Regions from separate parts of the Anas platyrhynchos genome. Here all the other regions are linked to region 1. A link is a contact called in public Hi-C data. All regions are on one chromosome and are shown on one strand. Each heading gives the region's core, a stretch centred on a gene start, on an enhancer-like site or on the middle of the called end of the contact. The rest is flanking DNA. Distances are from core to core; before and after follow the strand shown. Region 1 holds the start of ABLIM1 (actin binding LIM protein 1). Region 2 overlaps ABLIM1 (actin binding LIM protein 1). Region 3 overlaps ABLIM1 (actin binding LIM protein 1).

What was found. A called contact is a pair of places that touch in the nucleus more often than the background predicts.
Region 2: a Hi-C map of liver shows a contact between it and region 1, with 1.8 times the contacts expected there. The contact joins the enhancer-like site here to the promoter of ABLIM1 in region 1.
Region 3: a contact with region 1 is called in a Hi-C map of subcutaneous adipose tissue, with 2.7 times the contacts expected there. The contact joins the enhancer-like site here to the promoter of ABLIM1 in region 1. A contact is called at or near these places in 2 of 8 Hi-C or Micro-C datasets (small yellow follicle and subcutaneous adipose tissue).

Annotation. Positions count from the first base shown.
Region 1 is chr6:33,150,960-33,155,900 of IASCAAS_PekinDuck_T2T, forward strand. ABLIM1 (actin binding LIM protein 1) reads right to left here and starts at 2,791. Exons shown (of 23, transcript XM_072039808.1): 1 at 2,631-2,791. The coding sequence starts at 2,643.
Region 2 is chr6:32,979,808-32,984,748 of IASCAAS_PekinDuck_T2T, forward strand. It overlaps ABLIM1 (actin binding LIM protein 1), which reads right to left. Exons shown (of 23, transcript XM_072039808.1): 17 at 3,337-3,384; 18 at 888-1,034. Among named protein-coding and RNA genes, the nearest start is that of AFAP1L2, 29 kb to the left of the region's middle. Within about 2 kb of position 2,639, at least 2 of the 8 cell types and tissues checked have an H3K27ac peak or open chromatin away from gene starts, as enhancers often do.
Region 3 is chr6:33,003,856-33,008,796 of IASCAAS_PekinDuck_T2T, forward strand. ABLIM1 (actin binding LIM protein 1) reads right to left here. Exons shown (of 23, transcript XM_072039808.1): 10 at 4,431-4,478; 11 at 203-280. Among named protein-coding and RNA genes, the nearest start is that of AFAP1L2, 53 kb to the left of the region's middle. Within about 2 kb of position 2,091, at least 1 of the 8 cell types and tissues checked has an H3K27ac peak or open chromatin away from gene starts, as enhancers often do. A contact at or near this core is called in subcutaneous adipose tissue, where this site is marked.

The DNA.
Region 1 (4,941 bases), core at 1,541-4,040:
GAACACTGATGATATTGTGATATGTTTTACTATGCCTTGAGTATCTTCTGCAGTTTAGTAATAAAAATGGCACAGGTAAATCTTTACCTCTTTGGCTATTCTTGGTATGCCTGGTGTACAAACAGCAAGTAGACAGCTCCAGACCTGATGCATTCAGAATAATAATGATCACCTTTTGGACAGCTAACACTACATAAAATATTAACAGTCAACATTCGCTGAACACTCAGACCCTAACGATACCGAGGTTTTAATGAGACTCCTTATGCATGAGGTAATCTGCCAGCATGAAGCAAAGGGTCCTGATCCAACACTCAGACAAAGCCCTGATCCCATAAATACATATTTCTTATCTGAGCTACATGCTCAGGAGTAACCTCATTAAGATCCATCATGCCACATTAAGTGTCTACAAGTAAGCTCATACATAACATTTTATCAGTTGTAACGTTTAGAACAGTTGACAATAAAAATGTTCTGTACCGCCTCACACACAAACAGCCTTTGGTCAGCACCAAGCAACTCTACTATGTACTCCTACAGACATGTTTATTTTCCAACTAAGTCCATCTGTTAACATTGAAAAGCAGAAATCAATAGAAATTAATGTCTTAATCTCTTTTATGAATATTATTTGTTGCATCTCTAAACTCCTGTGAGGTCCCTGTCCCTCCAATTAATTGCTCTGAAAAAACCTGGATGGCATGGGAAAGGCTGAGAAAGAATTCCCCCTTCATCTCCAGGCAGCTCTCCAGCAGAACCAAGCAGGCATCAAACATCCGTGCCGTGCCGATGAAATATGAAAGAGGGATGGTGGGGGGAGAAAATGGGAATTGGACCAGTGGAAATGTTCCCTGGCTACCCTTTCTGTACATTTCAGGTTTGGTGGAGCAAAACATCTGCAGAGCTGAAATTGCAAGGTATTTCCATTCCTTCCCCAACTCCAGGTAGCCCTGTGAAGACGGCCATCTAATGCATGTCATAAAGCTTTGCTGAGACCAGGGCTTTCCCACCCAGGTACTAAAGCAGCCTTAGCACAGCACTGATGCTAACACAATTAGCACTCTTCCAGAAATGGATCCTTCGGAGACTGATGCAGACCATGGCTTCCTACAGCAAGAACTCCACAGAGCCACAAGGAATTGCGCTGACCCACCACCATTTATTATTTATACCTGGGATGGGTGCGACGCTGTGGGAACATGGAGCCAGGCACACTGCGCTGACAACCCTACAGCAGTCGCACGCTGCCGTCCATGTGCGCGAGGCTCATTCGGACAGCGGGAGGAATCCAGGCAAACCAAAGCGCTGGTGCACGTCGGGCGGTGTGTAGTGCGTGAAGACGCAGAGAAATAAGGGGATGCACAAGCAGGGCGTATCCCTGCATCCAGGGGCTTGTTCACACGCGATATGTAATTTTCACAAAGTGTTTTTTTTTTTCAATGCAGAGACAACCGGGGAGTGGTTTTACTGGTTATTACCGCGCAGATAATTTTCTTTAAGGGGAAAAAAAAATAAAAAAATAAAAAAGAGAGAGATGCTTACCGGTATTTCAGCTTTGTTATGACAGCGTTCAGAACATGTTTAACTTTACGCCTCCGGTTCCTCCGAGGGCAGCGCCCCGCGCCCCGCACCTGCAGCCCCGTTCCCAGCCCCAGCGCCCGCAAGGGGGCTCGGCACCCTCGGGCCCCCCACCCCGGCACCCGGCGCCCCCTCCCCGAGCCCCTTCGCCGCAGGGCTCCTCGGTGATCCCCCAAACCCCCCGGTCCCCCCTCGCCCCCCGCAGACCCACCTCTGGCGGACATGGCCGGGCCGTGCCGGGCCGTGCCGAGCCGGGCGGGGCCGCGGCGCTCTCCGCGCTGCGTGCGCCTGTGCGGCTCGGCTGGGCTCGGCTCGCCTTGGATCGGATTGGATCGAGTGGGATCGCCTGGGATCGGGCTGCCGAGGGCAGGGCGGCGGCTGCGGGGCGGAGCGGGGCGGGCGCAGCGCTGCGGGCCCGGAGGGGCAGCGGGCGCCCCCCCGGCGGGGGCCGGGAGCTCCCCGACACGGCGAACCCGACCTCAGCGCCCCGGGAGGCTGCGGGGAAGGGCAGGCGACGGGAACCGCAGGGCTGCGGCCGAATTGAGCCGCGAGAGGTGGCTCCGCTCAGGGTCGGCACGGCCAGCAAGCAGGACCCGGGGTGCTGCGGCAGCCGGCACGGCGGTGGCACGGGGGCTGAGTCACGCTCCTCCTGCTCTGCTGTGCCACACGCAGCGCAGCTGCCTCCCAGCAGCAAGCCCACACGGTTTTCCTACGAAAGAAACGCAGCCGGAGATCCAGGAGAGGTGGCGGTGCTCGCATCCCTGCCCGCGGCTGCGTGGCGCGGTCCCCACCGCAGTGCCGGGGCGCAGCCGGCTGGTGGCTGCTTGGCAGCGCCCTGGTGTGCTCGCCCCGCTGCCAGCCGGGCAGCGAGGTATATATGTGCATGTAAAATGTGTGTGTGTACGTGTATGTGTAAGGGAGCAGAGCAGCAGCACAAGGGCGAGCACACACGTGTCCTCTCATCAGGTGATGTAGGCGCAGACAATGCGCCGGCACAGCTGTTCCTCCCATATCGCACTCAGCCAGCAATGACTTGTGGTCATACACACCTCTGTTTGCCATGCATCGCCCCACTGTCACCTGCAGCTCATACTCATTAGGTCGTTCTGTCTTCTTGCCCCTTGTTTCTGAATCCTGCGGCAGCAATGAAATAAATCGCAGGTTCGCCTCTTTCCCAGCTCCTGTAGTTGCTCAGCGAACGTTCACTCAAAAAAAGTTCCCTTCCCCATCTTCTTTTCTGAAATGAGTAACGTTTTCCACTTGGAAACAACTCAGGTTTTCTTTCTTGTACCAAAAGAGCCAAGGTTTTCCTCAGTAATATAACAGCATTTTGTGTTTTTAATTGAGTCATTTCCTATGCACTTCCTTCAACGAATTTCTGACTAGCATTATCAAGGGTTCTCCTGTGTGATGCTTAATAGATGGCTTTAAAAAAAAAAAAGGTTCAGGAACATGCAGAAATTAGCTTTTTAATGAAGAATTTCCTTTCTTTATGCTGCTAGGAAGTGAAAGGAGAAAGGCATTTGTACCTTGGTTTTCTATAGAACACAAAGAATTTATTCCACTTAGTGTGCAACACCTCTAAGGCTGAGCAGTTCAACAGACATGTTGATCAGAGAAAGTTAGAATGGATCAGATACAGAATCCATTTATTAAAATTAGCCATTTAGTTGGGTTTCCTAAGTAATTGAGGGTGATAGAGTTTCATTTTTCTGTCTGTCCAGCAAATCCCCTTCAAGAACTTCAAGTCCCAGATATGGAAAATTTCTATTAAAGCTGACTAAAAGGTAGAACTCAGAAAGAGTTCAACAACTTTACAAGTTTTGTAGTAATTAGGACTTGCAAAGAGAAATTAAAATGAAGAAAAGCTGCAGTGGGAACTCAAGAGTTATCAGTTCTGGAAGCCATGCCTTCATTAGCCACAAGTACCAGCCAGGCAATCTGCATGTATGCAGCTGAATCAGCTTCTGCAACGGCTGTCTCCTGTCCTGCCAATATTTAGGGAATGTGGAAGGGAGCTGAAGAGAAAGGAGAGGGTGGGAAAGGGCGGTACAGAGAGGAGGGAAGACCTCAAACAAGATCCAGACAAGATGGGCAAGCCAATCCAAGAGTTTGCTACTGCTGCTTCTGCAAGCGGTTGTCACGTACTCTCCTGTGCACTGTGTTTTTCCTACTCTCCCCAACACATGTGCTCCTGCTCCCCTTGCTGGTCTCACCCCTATCAAACAACTTTAGCTCATTAATCACCAAGGAATTGCTCAATTCCTTGTGCTGGTGAGTTTTCTGCCAGGAAAAGGAAACAAAAAGATAGCCAAAAATGAAAACCTAAGGCTCAGATAAACACTGGAGCTTACAGAAGACAAGTGCAGAACTGCATGGCCAGCAAGAGGTGAAGAACAGGTGAGCATTAGAGGGAAAAGAGATGGTCTTTTTGAGCAGCAGCAAGCTGTTGAGCTGTTCAGTTGACTGAGCCATTTCCTGACCACTTAAGAAGTCCATTAGGAGCAGTGATTGACATTGCTTTATTTCAGGCACCTAGCTGAGGTTTCTGAATTAGCCAGCTGAGAAGCAGGATCCTACCTGCTACTTTTTTGTATTGACTATACAGACAGCTTAAGCTTCTAACTCAAATTAGACAGAAAAACAAACAAACACAAACACACACACACTAATGACAGTGTTTTTTAAAGGTATTTGGGCTTTGAGAGATGCAAACAGGCACCTGGGGATTTTTTAGAGATTTTTACAAAGTACTTCGACCAATTTTAGCAGCCAGGTGTTTTCAAATCCCCTATTGGTATATTCAGATGCTTAAATGCCCTTGAAGAGCTATGTTTTTTAAGGTCACAGAGAAAATTATGTCAGAGTAAAGAACAGAACCTGCATCTTTCCAGAAAAGCCCTCTAAATATTGGACTGTATTCTCTGTACAACATACCTTGCTGTCACTTGTGAATATATTCACCTGTGTGAATACATAAAAGATTCTGTTTTTCTATCCATTAAGTAAACAGGTTTTAGACAAACTGAAAACTCTTAAAAGAATGATGATGTCCAGCTAAGTCAGCAAAGGCTGGATTTATACATTTGAACTGTGAAAACATTAATCACTTTTACTGATATAACCTAGAGTATTGGAGATCTTGGCAGCTAAGAAAAAGCCTCTAAATAAGCCCATTAGTAGCTAATCTATATTGCCGTTGCACCAAAATGGCTAAGTACCCTGGAGGAACTTAGGGCACGGACCAGAATATGAAATTCATTTCTGAGGATCAGGTTTGGAAAGATCAGCTAAACATTGACTAGGATTTACTGCAGAAGAATTTCAGTATCACCTGTGTGTGCATCCTTATTGGACAGA
Region 2 (4,941 bases), core at 1,389-3,888, 170 kb before region 1:
TATGACAAGCACCATCAGGAGAGGTTCAATGTAGATGTTAGCACTGTGACTGTAATGTTGTAAAGTTACAATCCTATGTAAGGGACATTTTCAAACAATTGCCACTGCATATGCAGCCCCTTTGACTGGTAATCAAGTTCTCCCACATTATGTCACCTCTCACAGCAGTTCTACGAAAATCCCGTTGTGAGAATAACCATACCTTCCTTCTCAGAAAGGAGGTTGAGATAGGCAAGACCTTCACTGTTTCTGACTTGACTTCATAAATCAGCCAGGCTAGATAACTTTTGTACTGTGTTACATGAGGGTCAACAAAATCAAAAGAAAAAAATACATTAAAAAAAAAGTTTAAAAATGATCATGTGCATGATTTAAAGAAAAGTAAATAAGGTGCCTGCAATGCGACAACAAAGAAGAAAAATACACAGTCTATAGAAACAGTAAATCTGAAAAAAAAATAGGACTGTTTTAGTCTATTAATTGCTCCACTGCGGTACTTGCACGGAAACAGTCATGTGGTTGGAAGCAATGACACTTTGTGTGGAATATTTGCCATTAGCTTAGGGCAAAAGCTTAAATAGACAATAACTGAAAGAAGTCAGGCTTGTGTGATACATCATACTGTTATTACGTTACTGTATGGGAATTCACATCAGTTGTCTACAGTTAGTATCTGTGTGATCAGTTCAAATGTCCTTTTGCAAAACCTCCTCTCCTCACTCCTATTCAACAGCTATAAATACCCAGACACCTGGAGGTCTCACCAGAAGAACTACACTTTGTGGATAACACCTGGATTGGAAACAACCCTCCCTACCTGTTTTTGCACCTACTTTACTTATCAGTACCTCTTAGTCTACATCACTTACATCATTTCTTTAGCATACCTATGGCTGCAAGGGAGGGAGGACCTGGCCAGTGGTCCGTCTCAATCTTTGGTATCTCGTTGGGTGCTGGTGCGTGAGCTGCTGGGAACTTGGAGGACTTGATGATATCCTCGGAGGACTTGCTCTGTGCTGCCAAAGCAGCTGCATCTAGATGGCAATCAGGGAACTTAGCTATGTAGTTATCTTTATCAATATAAATCTCTTCCATATTTTGGCAAAATTTTATACTTTACAAGAAGGCCATTTTCAAAACTATGCATTTTCATGTTTTGCCTTTCTAATTGTAATTGGAAGCAACATAATGATTTCCTCTTGCCAACATATTGGAATCAAGTCTTCTCATCCCGCATCCCTACCCCCAAAATAACCCCAAGTCAACTTGGGATTTCAATAGGGTTTCAGAGCGTTAGAATGATAGGCAAGAGTGAGAAAATTTAAGCCAACAGTATTTGCCAATATCTCCTAAGGACAGCTGATTAATAATGAAGATGAAACCAGATTTATGCACTGGTTTGTCTTCCCTCTAGGGTAAGAAAACAAATAGTTGAGAAAGACAGCATTAATTTTAACTGTACTGATTCTAATTATTTACTATGTTTCTGTGACAAGCTGCAAAACAAACATAAAAAAAAAATCTGAAACAAATATGTTTATTTAACCACTGTATCCTTTCTGCTGCATGTACTTGCTTATTAGCATGCAGTAGCAGTAAAAAAGAGATGCAAATTTATTTATTAACTACTAAACTCCATTTAGATCAACTTGGCAGGGAAAGGCACTTGCAAAGAAATGAACCTCACCATTAACATATCTTAGCAGTGGCACATGCATTTAAGATTCCGGCCTAAGCCAAAGTCACTTAAAAGCATGTGAGGATGTGCATTATGGATTTCACTTCTTGATGTTAAATGTATATATACATATATATATATACACACATATATATATACATACATATATATATATAAAATCAATAGGATTTAGTTTGCATTTAAAGCATTCTTAACTACCTCTTATCCATGAACTGTTAGTCCAAATCACCTTTCTCTTATATGAAGCTAATATATCAGAATAAATAATTCTGGATTTTTTCCCCCCTTTTTCTTTTTAAAGGGAAAGATATCTGTTATAAAAATGAAGCACGTTGTTACTCATCCAACACACTCAGAGTAGTTTAGGAAAATCAGTATTACATATCATTGGGAATTCTGAAAATTTTATGATTGGGAAGCTAAGCATAATTACAGGTATGGAGAAATCTGGTCAGAGTTTACAAAAGCATGACTTCAAACAGTACTTACGTATTAGAATTGGTGATGTCAGTGGTTAAACATTCACATGTTAATGGAAGATGAGGAGATACATTAAAACCATAAAAATAAACAAAAGTAATGTTAAGACTTCTAAAATGAGCACGTGATTTGAAAACTTAAAAAAGAAAGAGGAAAGAAACCTGATGTAAAACTTCAGCAGTTTACAATGCTCATTCCTGCCTACAGAATGGATTTCCTAGGCTTTCTTAATCATCTCAGCTCAACAGCTCTCAGCTAACTGTTCATCTGAACCCTGTAGTACTGTTAATTTGCTACTTAAATAAGTTTCATTGGGCAAAGGGTCTGCAAAGGGATGCAGAGTCTTTAAAAACTAGAGCCATCTGTCTTTCACCACATCACACAGAAATCTCCTATTTAAAGTTTTCTGTTCACAGAAGAAGGGAATAGAAAACACATTCAAGGTCCCTTGCTCTGCAGTGTTACAGAACAGCAAGGCAGTTGGCTTCTGCCATCACTGTTATTGCAGACTTGCTAAAAAAACATCTACTCTGAAAAGATAAGAATACTAATGCTGTTGTCCAACTCAGAATCCAAACACTGGAACAGCAAATACACTGCACTACCAGAGCTGTTTCCTAGGGCTTGAGAATCAAATGAGTACTGTCAATGACAAGTCGCCTATATTATTTTCAGTATTTAAAGATTCCTGTTTGAAGCCACAATACATTTGGAGTTCCAGTCTGATAGTAACATCCCCATCACTGCTGTTGAAATAAATTGTACTTTGTCTGTTTAAAATAAACATAATCCATGAAGTTCCTGTCAGAAAACACACTGTTGTTAATACATTTTTCCACCACCAAAACCTGTATTCTGAAAACATGAAATTAAAGAAGTAAAATACAGAAAGGCATCACAACACTATAAAGACAGCAAAATCCCAGTTAATGGCAATTTTGCCATTAATATCAACGTGGCCAAGATTTAAGCCATATGATCCAAATGAAACAACATGCGTTAAAACAATCACTCAGCAGGACATGCAATAAAAGCTGTTTCAGGCTTGGACTACTGATTTTTGATGCTTGCAGCATAAACACTGAATACTTCTCACTATCCTGCATGCATTTCAATTGACAATCCAGTTCTGAAACAAAAAGAGAAAGATCATTTACCATGTTGTTTGTAGATTGGAGGTTTTCTGTAAATGTTGACACCTTGATCTGTGAAATTGAGAAAGAGAAAAATGTTGATATGAGAACTACTTCAGTTATAGTTGAAGTTAACCCCAACACTAAAACAGCAGACAGACCAAATCAAGGATGTAGCACAAGAAAAAGCCAGTATTACACAGAATCAGATTATTTGAAGAAAAGAAAACATAAGAACAAGTGACAAGTCAAAGACATGTGGTATGAAGTCCTTTGGAGCTGATTCTGTAACATGTGGATGCATCCAAATCATGACCAATTTACTTCAAATATTCAGAAGATTATCAGTGTCACAGACATTAGGAAATGCAAACAAGCAAGAGATTTCCATGGTGAAGATACAAGCTATTTGGGGAAACTACCCCAAATAACTTCTTGTGGAAAATTGTGCTTCAGTAGTAACAGCTCAATTTTCTTTCCAGCTGACTGGCTGGATTGAGAAGAGGATAATGCAGCGAGCCTACAATTCACTTTAAAACCCAGAGAACAAAATAGCTGCCTCACACACTCTTTTGAACAGTCAACAGCTAGATTTCACTGAGTCAGTGCTAAGGGATACACTGCTAATCCTCAAACCACAAGGATAGACTTTTTAAAATATATATTTATTTTTTATTTAAGGACCACCACATTGCACATTGCAATGTAAATCAGGAAAAAGCCACTTCCTGGAACCCTAATGGAGTAAATCTACTGCATGTCTAAAGATAAAATATTGTTGCAAATAGTGATCCAAGGCAGAAACTGCATTTTTCTAAAGTACCCACCCACCTCAAACCAACACTTCATGTATTACAAATACGAGATCCCATTAAAGTGCTACAAATACACAGATCCCATTAAGCTGTTACAGGAGAGAACCTCTGGCATTAAGGAAAACCAAGTAGAAATCTACCGAAATTAAGGTAAAACTTACTCTACGGAACCCTTCCTTGGCTAAGTAGGCCAATTCCTTGCACACAAAGACACTGCGGTATTTCATTCGTGTTCATGATCTGTTAGGGCTACTTGAACAGCAAATGGGTATAGCTATTAAAGGGCAGTCACGCAGTACTTTTGTGCAAGCCTGAGCTAGGAAGTCGTAAGGGGGCTGTGAAAACGGCTCCTGGGGGGCTGCCCTGTGCCAGGTGAGCAGGACAGCTCTCCCACCACACTGGGGACTGTTTACTCGGCTGGGTAAGTCATGCAAAGGCACTTTAACTTGCACAAGTAAAAGCAGCCAGGTTAGCTTAGGCAGTAAAAACAGCCCACCTGGGCCAAGCCAGGTCATACTGTCTGAAGGGAAGCTCACATCAGTGGTTCATCTGCCTGGTCTGAGGTCAGGAGGCCCAGCAGTAACCTCTGCAGTGCAAAGGGACACTAGATGGAAGGGGACCTGAAGAATAACTGGATATAAGGCTGTCAGCTAGCACTGATGCAGTCAGTGTGTGTCCACAACCCTAGGGACACACATCCTTTCCTATCAAACTGCAAGACAGGTGATCTCAGAGGCTGCAGCTCACATCTAAACAGATATTGCCCTTTATAGAGAGTGCATCCTGATGCACACATGTCCTTGCAGATCTGCAG
Region 3 (4,941 bases), core at 841-3,340, 150 kb before region 1:
ACCAAGTGGCTTCAGGAGATTTACTGAATCTTTATGTGGCCTGGAAAAAGCCTGTTGTGATATAAACTATCCCTGTAATGGTGCTGAGAATTTTAACAATTTAATCACTGAAATGAAGGCATTAGCATCAGTATAGATATGATTTATTTGAGCATGAAGTATTTCGTATTCAAGGAGCTCATTCATCAGGAGAAATACTTACATAGATAGTGTGGCCTGGTGAGCCAGGTATACTGGAACCTGGTCTGGAATAAATACTTTCTGATGATGTTCTCGTAGGCTGAAAAACAAACAGGAACTTTTCAGAGCCAATGGAAGCAATTAACATTTGTAACGTTGGTTTTAAGTGAAGAAATCTGCACACATCTTGAAATTAACTGCATTTTTTGGGGAAAAAAAAAAAAAAGTCAAGACAAATGCAAGCATTCTGGCATATTTCAATCTTATGAGGCAGGTGTGGGCTTTTTTTTTTTTCAGGGGAAGGAGTGTTGTGAGAGAGGAATGAGGTTTTCTAAATCATACAGTGTAAAAGACCGACAACAATAATGAAGAAAACCAAACGACACCTGCCAGAGACACTGCAAGGAGCCATATAACATACAGTTCAGGATAGTCCTGCTGGTCACTTTATCAAAACGTTAGTTCACAAACAGCTGGAGATTATAAGCAGCCATTGGTTCAGCAGCCAAAATTGTTGAGAGAAGCACAGCACACGTCATTGCTTTCCAGATGTTCAGTCACTGGATTTCCATTATGAATATGAAATTGAATTCGGCCCTTCTCAGTAGAAAGACCAGAAATCCTTGGCTTGGAGCTGTTCCCTGCATCTGCAGCACAACTGAGATGCAACCTGAAAGCTAAACTGTTGGTTGAAATTTCATGGTTCCCCAACACTGCAAAACTGATGTTTAGTGACAACGTCCTGCAAACCAAAATTCAGGAGAACAGCTGCACCCCTGCAGAGTGAGTGCTGTCACACATCTAGCAAGTATCTAGTGAGTATCTAACAGTACACTAGTACTGAACAGACACTGATTCCCTACAGGAAGTTTTGTGAGAGGAGACAAAATAACTTGGCATTGAGATGTGGGGATCCTGAAAACCTGACAAATTTGAAAACCATTTATTTGATCGAAAGTCACTCAGGTTATTGGGGCAATAACTTAAATATAGCATACATGCAGCAGACAAAGGTAATAAAAGATCCCACTTCCACTAGAGAAGCCATTTTTGTTCCTTAATTGACTGTGAAGAACTAACTCCAATCATAAAGTAATGCATCAGCAGATGACTCTGAGCACACTAGTGCAGTAGGTTATTTCAAAGTCACCACAAATTAAGCCTTCTTAAGCAGTCCTTATCTCTCATCTGTTTGTGAAAATGTACTAAGGGAACTTCCAGTCACATACTGATGAGAAACAAGGCTAAACAGCTTGGTTCACTGATTTTTCTTAGGAAATATTTGGAGTGAGCAAGGCTACTGGACATTTCTCATCCTTGAAACACTCTCAGACTCTTTCTACCTTTAATTTCATAGCCAGAAAAGCTACTGGAAGCATCCTTATAAAAGTGCTGAAGACTAGTTGGGGATCATACCGCAGGAGTTCTCTGACTGCCTCTGTGGAAATGAAATCACCATATGCAGGGAGGGTCAAAGGAATAAAGGGCTTTGAACACATTCCACCAAAAAACGTGAAGATCCAGATCAAACAGAGCAGATGTGGCTATGGAATGACATGGTCACCAATCCCCTCAGGAATACATCTGAGAATGCCTTCTCAGCCAGACCTCTCTATGTTCCTCTCTTTTTCCCTCTGTAGCTGCAAATTCCTATATCCCAAAAGGGAGCACAGAAATTTCTCAGCTGTCTTTTAGCTCCTTCCATGATGAAATCAAAGGAAAAACAAAACAAAACAGTCCCCCCCCCCACACACACACTTGTTTGATGGAAATGTTACAAGACTAAAGCTGGCTATTGCTGAGAAACACTTCATCCCCTTTTCATTTCGCCATTTCACGCCGCTGAGTGAAGACACATGTAACGTGCTGCTGCAGTTGCTATGGAAAACCACTGTTTTCATTACAACACAGGGAACACCATTAAGCACTTGAGGTACTGTTAGGGGCGTCTCTGTTACCTTTCACTTTTGGCAGACATGCTTTAAGAGTTTTGTCTGATTAATTTTCCCTCTTGCAGGAAAACAAGCATGAGAGCCAGTTATGACTTCTTCTAAACTGGCACATCTTCTAGGTTGCTTTTCCCTCTGGTTCTTTGTAATCTCTTTAGAAAATCAGATTTTTTCAGCCCTTGCTTCAACTATCAGTCCCACCTCTTAGTGTAACTGCTAAAATCTTCTTCAGTAAAGAAAAATTCCCTTGTGCTTATCACTTCAGTGAGTTTATTGAATACAGTCAGATACCCTAAGATGACAGTTTCAGCAATGCCCTGCTAACAATTCTCTTATCTGCTCTTAATTCAGGAGTACAGGAGCAGTTGTCAGATGGACTGGCAAGCCATAGCACCTGTTCTTCATTTCCTCTCCGTGCTTCTGCTCCAAGTTCCTCATTACTATCCCATTAACATGGCCATGAGCCAGATATGACACTCTCTAAAACCAGTTTTTTATTTTCTGTAACAGTTCCTGTGCACTCCAATTTGACGTGGAGTGTCTCAGGAATTCCACGTTCCCCAGGCAGGATGCCACCCTACCTGAGCACACATGGGTTATCTGCTGAGCAGCTGAATGCAAGCAGACCTTCTACTCTGCGCTTCCTCCATCAGCTCCCAGTCCTGTATCTTGACTGATTTTACAACATACCCTTGAACAGAGTGCACGGAAGAGGACTTCTGCATCTACTTTCGCTCTTGCTGCCTCACTTTGCCCTACTTGTTTTGAATTACACAGGCTGTTTCCATTGCAGATGGCTATTCTCTGTAGACTCTGCTGTTTCCCATATGGTCTGGAATCCTTCACAGATTTGCACCTTCCCCTAAAGACAACTGCTCTGCATTTAAGAACATTTCTGCTCTTTGCCTTAAGAAACCTACACTGAAGATCCCTTCATATAAACTGTTCGTCTTGAGTAGTTTTAGGCTATTAGACAACTATAGCAACCTAGAGGCCTATAATAACTCCTGACTGAAAACCTGTGACTGGGTATGGCTTCTATTACATTGTACATTATGTTTTCATTATCAGTTGAGAAACCCTGCCTCTGTAGCACTACTTTACTACTTAAACAGGTGGCAAGAGAAACATTCGATGATGAATTCTCTTCTGATATAACCGGTGTTAAATCCCATCCTAGAGAAGAGCTGGATCAGAGCACAAGTTAAAACTGGACCAGTGGCAAACCCTGACCTTCACTGGAGATATCACATGAGCATTTTTTGAACACATACAGATAAGGAAATGAGAGGAAACCTCCTTTAATATGAATGCATTCCTCTAGTGGTATTTCATTCCATCACAACAAACCTGTGACACTTGTTCTATACTCCCAGCAACAAAGTTAAGCGGTCTTACTTTTGCAAACGGGTCTGGAATATTCTTTGCATAACCATGCTTGTTCTTGAAGGATTCAAATAGAGCTTTTCATAATGCCACTTTTTTTCAGAGAAATTTAAATCAAATCTTTGTTAAGAACTACAACTATTTGTTTCTTGTGGCATGGTCATTCTCCACATTTTTTGACTGTAGAAAAGGTGTTTCTTTTTTCTTTCCTCCTCCACCCAAATGGACATAACACTGGTAAATATATTAATATGGGATGTCTGTACCACATATAGGAAGTTTGTGAATGCATATGAAAAAAAACAAACAATAGAAGCTCATACATATCATTAAAACTGGTAAGGGACAGAACCAAATCACAAAGTAGCTGAAATATATGTAAGACTTTTCCGTATTTCTCACTTTATCACAGACATTTTTATGTTTTTGATCTTCATTTCATGCATTTGTCCTCAACGCAAAAGTTCTTTACCAACTTCATTTGCAGACTGGCAGAGGTAATACCAACTGTCATGCTCTTGATGCTCATCCTGTTAGGTTCACTGTGAATTTTAATGCTCAGTTATCATACTACCCATGCATATGCCCCAAGTTAATTAACTCATTATTTTATTATTAGATTACAAAGCTTAACATGTTCATCTGCATTTACCCCAGCTTGTCATGTCATCATGCATGGCACATCATCTAAATACATAACTTCTTTTAAGAAAAACATCCACACTAGAGCCATTCACATCATCCAGATACTGCTGTAATGTGGTGGCTGTGGCTTTTCGAAGTGCAGATGTTCAAAAACATGCTCTACAGTAACTTACAAGTGCAGGCAACCAGATCAAAACTGATCCCAAGAACATCTGGCCAAACAGATGCACTATTGTTTAACAAAGGCATCGTCAGCGTTGTTTACAGTACCTGCCTTAGTTTTTTGATAGAGTTCATTATGCAAGGCGGTGATAATAGCTGCAGAAGAATGAATATGTTTTCACTTAATAACATTGAACATGACAGTTTAAGCAAATTCTCTAAACCTCAGAAGCTACTGTAAGTGAAGCGTATTTATAAATAAGCTAAAAAGAAGATTAGGGTGTAATTTATTCTACTCAGCAGCCACAACTTTGCAATAGCAAAGAATTTGGCAGTCCCAGTGTAATACTTGCTACTGTGAGTACCTGCTTCAGCAACTGCAAGGCTTTACAGAGGATAGAAGTTTTTTAGGTCTTGGAACCAGGGTTCACTGGAGACAGGTTTCCCATGGATTTCAGTAATTTTCAGTGGCAGTGTACAAGACCAATAACGCACCTCAGAGCTACAGCATTCATTGTGCCTGTCTGCCAGTTGAACTGTGCCCTTCTCTTTACAAGTGTGTTACCTTCAAATGCACGCAGTACTTCAGTATTTCTCTTCCTTAAAAATCTACAGTATA